Regions from separate parts of the Cyprinus carpio genome. Here region 2 is linked to region 1. Evidence: chromatin contacts called from public Hi-C data. All regions are on one chromosome and are shown on one strand. The core of a region is the stretch at or near the end of the contact, and the rest is flanking DNA. Distances in the headings are between cores, read along the strand shown. Region 1 holds the start of LOC109073248. Region 2 has its middle 16 kb from the start of LOC109063760.

Region 1 (3,790 bases), core at 262-2,761:
CATGAAATTGTACAGAGTAAGCCATATTGGAAAAAATAAAATAATATGAAACATACAAAAACAAAATGAATCACACAGACGAAGATATAAGTAAAGCTTTATCTTAACATACACGTTTAAAAACCTGAGAACCATGTCTTACACAGCAAACTCGAAATGTTTAACTTGTTTTAATGGTAAAGAGCTGCACTTTAAAATACAACCAGCACAAACCAGTTCATCAAGTATTCACATTCACCTAAATGTGCCTATTAATTAAAAAGACAAGCACAAAACCCACTAAAGATGCGTTAACTTAAACCAAGAAAACAAACACACGATTTAAAAACCCAACAGCACGTGTCAATCTGACTCTCTGCGCATGAGCGCCACCTCGAGGCGAAGCAGGGCTGAGTTCTGGTTAACTCGACCTTAACTAGTTTCCAAAACCACAGAATTAGCTGATAACTAGTCTACGACTGAAACAGAAATATAATAATAAATATTTAAAAAAAAAGATAGCAATGACAGCAACACATAGGGTAACTAGGCCCAACATTCATCACGTTATAATATGTAAACTACAAACAAAAAAGATTGTTTGACTGACTGATTGTATTATTAAACAGTAAATCGCAAATCTTAGAAGCGGTTATGAGACGGAAGTGCATTCTGGGATAGACTACACCCTCAGACTACAACATTCACACACAATCTGATGTTATGAGAATAATTTTGTTCCCTTTTAACTTCTGAGGACTGTTGTTGTACAGTAAACGGTTTTTGGCGCGCGAAATCTAAGCGATAATTATTATAAACTACTTACCACACCGTGTCAAAAACTGGACTGATGTTTGCAGTATTTCTGCTTCAATATTTTGGTCATTCTACATCGAATTCCCACTCTTTATGAAAATATACTAACGTTATAGTCCTACCTATTTGAAGATCGTTCTGTAGCGTCAAATTCTTTCTAAACAGCCACTGATTTCGGACGCACCGGAGTATCATTAAATGTGTTTTTCGCGGCTGAGGTAAGCAGCTAAATGAATGCGACCAATTTGGCGCGGAAAAGCTGCTTTGGCATCACGTGACCCCGCGACGCTATTTAGGCCGTTTGTTAAGCGGCGTAGCCTACCATCAATCCCAACGTATATTTACATGAATCCCAATTTATATTTAATGTATATTTTGTTCTGTTTTTAATCAATGTGACTGCAATACTTTTTACGTCTTGAAATTTTAAATCAACTGAATAAATACAGGCGTCACGTGACCTCGACTTTGCTTGCAGAACGCATTCCCGGATTAATGCGTAAAGTTATTCCTGCCAAGCACACAGTTTCTTCTTTAATTCCCAAAAGTCACCATATTCAGGGCTGAAGAAATCAAATGTTAAAAATCTGTACAGAAGGACCACTGATCTGTATGGAAGCTTATTTCCGCCACAGAATCTTGCAAATCTGACTTTTTTTGTTTATTTTTTGTCAGAAGTCTGATATTTCGCTTTTTTTTTTTTTTTTGCCACTGAGATAAATAAATAAAATTAACTCCAAGGAAAAAGTAAAAAAAAAAAAAAAAAAAAAAAAATTAAACAGTTGCAAAAAAAAAAAAAAAAAAAAAAAAAAAAGTCTGACAAAAGTCTGATAAAAAGTCACAATTACATTTCTAATTTTATTATTCTGTCCGTTCCATCAGTGGGAACGTATGACATTGTTCCTGGATGCTGGAAAACGTTTATGGCTCTAAAACGTGTAGCATTTTAAAGCATTAGACACAGTTACAAAAACAGAAAAATATAAAACTGGGACCAAGAATCTGCACAAGGCTTTTAATCCAGTTCAAACAGAAGAAGAGCTGCAGCAAACATGAAAGATCAGAGCATCGAAGTCCTGAGAACAGACAGAAAGCACATCGATATGGCCTTCAAACCTCATCCGGACCAGACCCAAACATCTGACCGGACAGAGATGAGTGTAAGTGTGTTTCCCCGGTCAGCTGACCCATAACATCACAATCATACAGACCCGTTTAATCAGACGAGCGTTCCTGACCTGTGAGGCTGAGGTCATCCGGTCTTTGGTTTCTAGCCGTGCAGCAGTTTGATTTGGTTACGGTGAGCAGGTTTGGCCACCTGATTGTACAAATGCAACAGTTCACGTTTGGTTTTGCCACAAGAAAAAGACACAAAGAGAAAGGAACGTCCAGCTCGAGGGATTCACGTCCAGCATTCCGGAGTCTGCGCAGGAACGGGAACGTTTGGCCTCCCGTCGTCATGGCAGCTTGAGGTATGTAGTGTAAATCTCCACAGCAGAGTCTGAGGTACTTCACCGCTGATTATGCATTTATATCATCTTAACAATAATGAGAGTTCACTTAAAAACATCACAGTTCTTCCTGAGAGAGACGCCTTCCTGCTGCGGAAGGCAAAAATGCGAGACAAAAGCATCAGGCCCTGAAGCGTCGGTGTGGATGAAAGAGGACGATGGTGGCGCGGAGATCCAGACGTCATATTGACCTTTATCTGACCGACGCTGAGCTGCTGCTGTGCTTGAGGAATGATTTGATGGTTACGCAGAGAACTTCATCACACCATTCATGGGTGAATCTCATGAAACCTCTAAATTAATCCAAAATCAACAGAGAGAAATAAGAAATCATATTTTGCATTAAGAAATTATGCCTGTTTTATGCCTTTTTTTCTGATGTTTTACGCTGTGACTATTATTTAAATATATGCATATACATATGTGCATATATATTTATTTTAAAAAAGAAAACAATATGTATACAATTACATTTATACATTATAAAATATATTTGCATATAATGTGCTTACATATATTTATTAAAATCTAAAAAATAAAATGTAAAATATGTATGCAAATATGTGCGCATATATATATATATATATATATATATATATATATATATATATATATATATATATATATATATATATATGGGCAGTGAAAATCGATTAATCGTCATAACCATAATAATAAAATAAATATTTATATACAATATGTATATAGAAATACTTGTAATATATATTTAGATATTTTATTAATATATAATATAAATCATATATAAATATATATGTATGTATGTATGTACATATTTCTTAAATATATACACAGTACACACACATATGTAAACACAAACTTTATTTTGGATGCGATTAATCATTTGTCAGCCCTAATATTAATATATATATATATATATATATATATTATATATATATATATATATATATACAGTATATATATAGGATGTATGTATGTATGTATGTGTGTGTGTGTGTGTGTTTGTGTTTGTATACATGCATATATATATAAAATTCTAAATTTCTTATTTTCTTTAAATTTTCTTTTGATTTTCATGCAATCATGAGATTCACTTTGATATTCAATTATTCAAATATAAAAAAATAAGAAATAAAATATGTATGCAAATACATGCATATACATCTATATATTAAAAAAAATAAAAAATAATATATATATAATATATATATATATATTATATATATATATATAGGATGGTTTATATATATAATATGTATATATATATATGTATATATATATATATATATGTATATATATATATATATAGTATAGATATATATATATATATATATATATATATATATATATATATATAATTTTTTTTTTCATGAGATTCACCCACATATTTAAAGCTGCACTGAGATCCAGCTGAAATGATTTGCTTTAGCAGATCTCAGACATTCAGCTGATTTCTGAGGGATCTGACAGGTGTTCTTGGCTCTGACATCATCAAACGAACGCGC
Region 2 (3,600 bases), core at 736-3,235, 34 kb before region 1:
TCAAACTTTTGAACACTAGTGTATATCTAAAGAAGACACAAAAGTGCGCTGGAATGCCACACAATGACACGCGAGCGTGTGAAGCGTCTTCATCCAGCGGTGTGTGTGCATCTGGAGCTGCGGTCTGATGTTTGTGATCTGTGATCAGATAAGCAGAGCTCCTGTAATCACGGCTCGCATGCACTTCCTGCAGGTGTTTGCTGAAGCCGAGCATTCTCACGTGAGATCTGCCGGGTCACAGACACCTTCAGACACGTTCACACAGATGAGTGAAGACGGCCTGGACTCACAGAAGAGTCTCTGTATGAACACTTTCCATTAGTGCAGACATCAGCTTAACATCTCCGCTGTTTCTCCTAATGAGATTGAATGGACACCAAATGAGACACAAGTTTCCTTACATTTATCCCCGGTTATGTCACATGGAAGAGTCTCAGAAGAAGAAATCAGCATCTTAGAATGATTTCTGAAGATCATGTGACACTGAAGAATGGAGAAATGGTGCTGAAAATTCAGCTGCGCATCACGGAAATAAATTACAGTTTAACAGATACTCACATAGAAAACAGCTGTTTGAAATTGTAATAATATTTCACATTTTTTAAACAGATTTTTGATCTAATAAATACCTCTGCGAGCAGAAGAGACTTCTTTCATAATCATTAAAAATCTTTAAAAACATCTCAACAATGTCTCAAACTCGAGCTGCTTCACATTCATTTTATATCTCTAGACTCTCACTGGATGACCTCATTTTAATTCCTCCTGAAGAATGTTAGAAGAAACATTGAATCGTTAAATAAAAACTAACTGAGATGTTCATTAAGTCCCCTGAGCGATGAAAGAGCAACACGTGTTTCCTCTGGGCTGAACGATTAACACAGAAAGTCTCAAACGCACAGCTGAAGAGTGTCCTTTACTTGACCTCTGACCTCAGAAACATCTGATAAATCAGCGCTGAGGTGTCTCATGTCCCTGCGGCATTTACTAATCGTCATGTTAATTTCAACGTTTACATTAACATTGACTAATAAATGCTGTGGGAGTATTGCTCATTGTTGGTTCATGATAACTAATGCATTCATTAATGCAACAAATGAGCCCTTATTGTAAAGCGTGACCTAAAATGTTCTTCTAAATGCGGTTATTTTGTGGTTAAGCTTTACTGAAAATGATGGTTGATTTTATACAGTCATCATCAAATGTTTAAATCTATCTCAGTTGGATAATAAAGCACTGTGATTGATATTTTAGTATAAAGATTACTATTGTAGTTTTTATTAATTTTGAATAAAATTCAGAATTAGTTTTTTTTTATATGTATTTTTATTTATTTTAGTTTTATTTATTTTTGTTGTTTTTGTTTTTAAATATGGCAGATGTTTTATATGGTCTTTAGTACTTTTTATTTTAGTCTTAGTTATTTTAGTACATCAAGTTAAACTAAAAGAAAATGAGAAATGTTGCATTAATAACTTTAAGTTTAATTTGAAAATATTTTATGCATTTTATTTTAGTTAATGTCTATTTTATTTAAATTACAAATTTTTTTTTTTAATTTTATCTATTTTTTTTTTTAAAGTTATCTTTAATAACCTTGACATGCACGCGGCAAAACATGTAAATGTAGGCTAGTTAACTAATAATGAAGTCATAAACACACAAATAGGTAAATAAATATAAAGATCAGATATTGTAATACATATGACATTATTTGTTTACAATGCATGACTTGTCAATAAAGAATTCTCTTTATGTGTTAAAGTTTCGTGTTGTGGTTTCATGCTGAAGTTACATAAACCTGAACAATAGTTAAGTATCAGTGGAAGTATGCGGTCAGTCGACATCACACACACACACACACACACACACACACACACACACACACACACACACACACACACACACACACACACACACACACACATCAGTCGAACTCCGGTGACCTCCTCAGCAGCGCCTCTAGAGGAGCAGATGCGTCAGTGCAGCACACACACACACACACACACACAGTACGTGCTGACAGTAATACACGCATCTCACGTACGTGACACACGAAGAACATGATGATAGGAGAGATCTGCTTAAACACACACACACACACACACACACACACTGTATGTGGAGTGATCTGCCTGTTTGATATGACTGTAGAAATATTAAAAAGCATAGATCAAAATCAGAGTGACTGCAGTAGTTATTTCAGTAAGAGTCACTGAAGCTTCAGACTGAGGACAGGTTCCGGTAGAAGCATGTATAGAAATATATAATGTTTGTTAAATCTCAGCTGGTCACAGATTTGAGCTGTGTTTGACAGAGGAGTGTGTTCAGATCTCGAGACTGATGAGAAAGCACTTTCTACTGTCCTACACAATGAAAGCAAAAAGCCAATAAACAGTTCAGTTAAATTAACTGAGGGCTACAATCATTTAGTGAAACTCGTTTGGGACTGATATCTGTATACTGATGGTTTGCTGTCCATTCTTTGACACTGAGTCCAGTCTCTGGTGACTGTTTTCTGTAGTTTGGCTCCACCTGCAGGATGAGACGCAGCATTACACCCGGAATGATGGACAGATCTGCAAAAGCAGACAACTCAAAAGTTCAACTCAAATAAGCTCATAATTGCTTGAGACCAGACCTGAAGCCAAATGAACTTTCTGATTAAATGAGCTCCAATTAGGATAAAAAAAAAAGCTGGTTTTATTACAGCGCATTGAGATATAATGCATTTGAATTCATCTGATTCCTATCAGACTCATATGCATGTGCATTTCAGTGAAACCAGTTCTGGCTGTGTTCTAAATTGAATACTAGTGCACTGTTTAGTGCACACAGCACAGTATATACTGTCTAGTATGGAAGCCCGTTTCTGCCCAGAATAAAAAAATAATTAAAAAGGTCACTTTCTATATCACACTTACACTCACACTTCTGAGAAAATAATTGTAAGATATTAACTCAGAATTTAGAGATACAAACATACAATTCTATGAAGAAAGTCATAATTATGAGACAAAACGTCACAATTCACTTTTAAATTTGTTTTATTCCATAGTGGGAAAAAAACAACCTATGGAAGCAAATTAATCGATTTAATGAGTCATTTAATGAGTTTATTCTCAACATTTTAATATGACATTTTTCTTGAAATTTAAAGCGTATAATCTGGCATTATAATGACTTTAATCTCAAGATGGTTTTATTTATTTTTTTATTATTGCTTGGCCCTAATCATCAGACATGCGCAATGTAAACTCTAAATTTTCAGGAAAAAAGGCAGAATTTTAAGATTCTGAGAAAAAAGTAAGAATTCTGCAGTTTTATCTGGTAATTCTGGGTTTATAGCTCATCAAAAATATATAAAAATCACAATTACCTTTAAAAAAAAAATAGATAATGAGCCAAGCATCATGTGTTCAGCATCAGCTCTCCCTCTCCTCACGCCCAGTCCTCAAGCTCCGCCTCTCCACTGGAGAGAAGGGGTATGTCCACTGAAAGGATTAGATAGACATTTTCATTTATAAAGTATATATGGCAGGGCTATTATTGTTAGCGTAAAAAAAAAAAAATACTTGAAATAAAAATAATAGTTAACTG

What was found. A called contact is a pair of places that touch in the nucleus more often than the background predicts.
Region 2: a Hi-C map of red blood cells shows a contact between it and region 1, with 1.8 times the contacts expected there. The contact joins the enhancer-like site here to the promoter of LOC109073248 in region 1. A contact is called at or near these places in 2 of 8 Hi-C or Micro-C datasets (liver and red blood cells).

Annotation. Positions count from the first base shown.
Region 1 is chrA18:29,281,840-29,285,629 of ASM1834038v1, reverse strand. It overlaps LOC109073248, which reads right to left and starts at 1,511. Exons shown (of 5, transcript XM_042775759.1): 1 at 918-1,511. The coding sequence starts at 990.
Region 2 is chrA18:29,316,861-29,320,460 of ASM1834038v1, reverse strand. No RefSeq gene overlaps it. Among protein-coding and RNA genes, the nearest start is that of LOC109063760, 16 kb to the right of the region's middle. Within about 2 kb of position 1,985, at least 4 of the 8 cell types and tissues checked have an H3K27ac peak or open chromatin away from gene starts, as enhancers often do.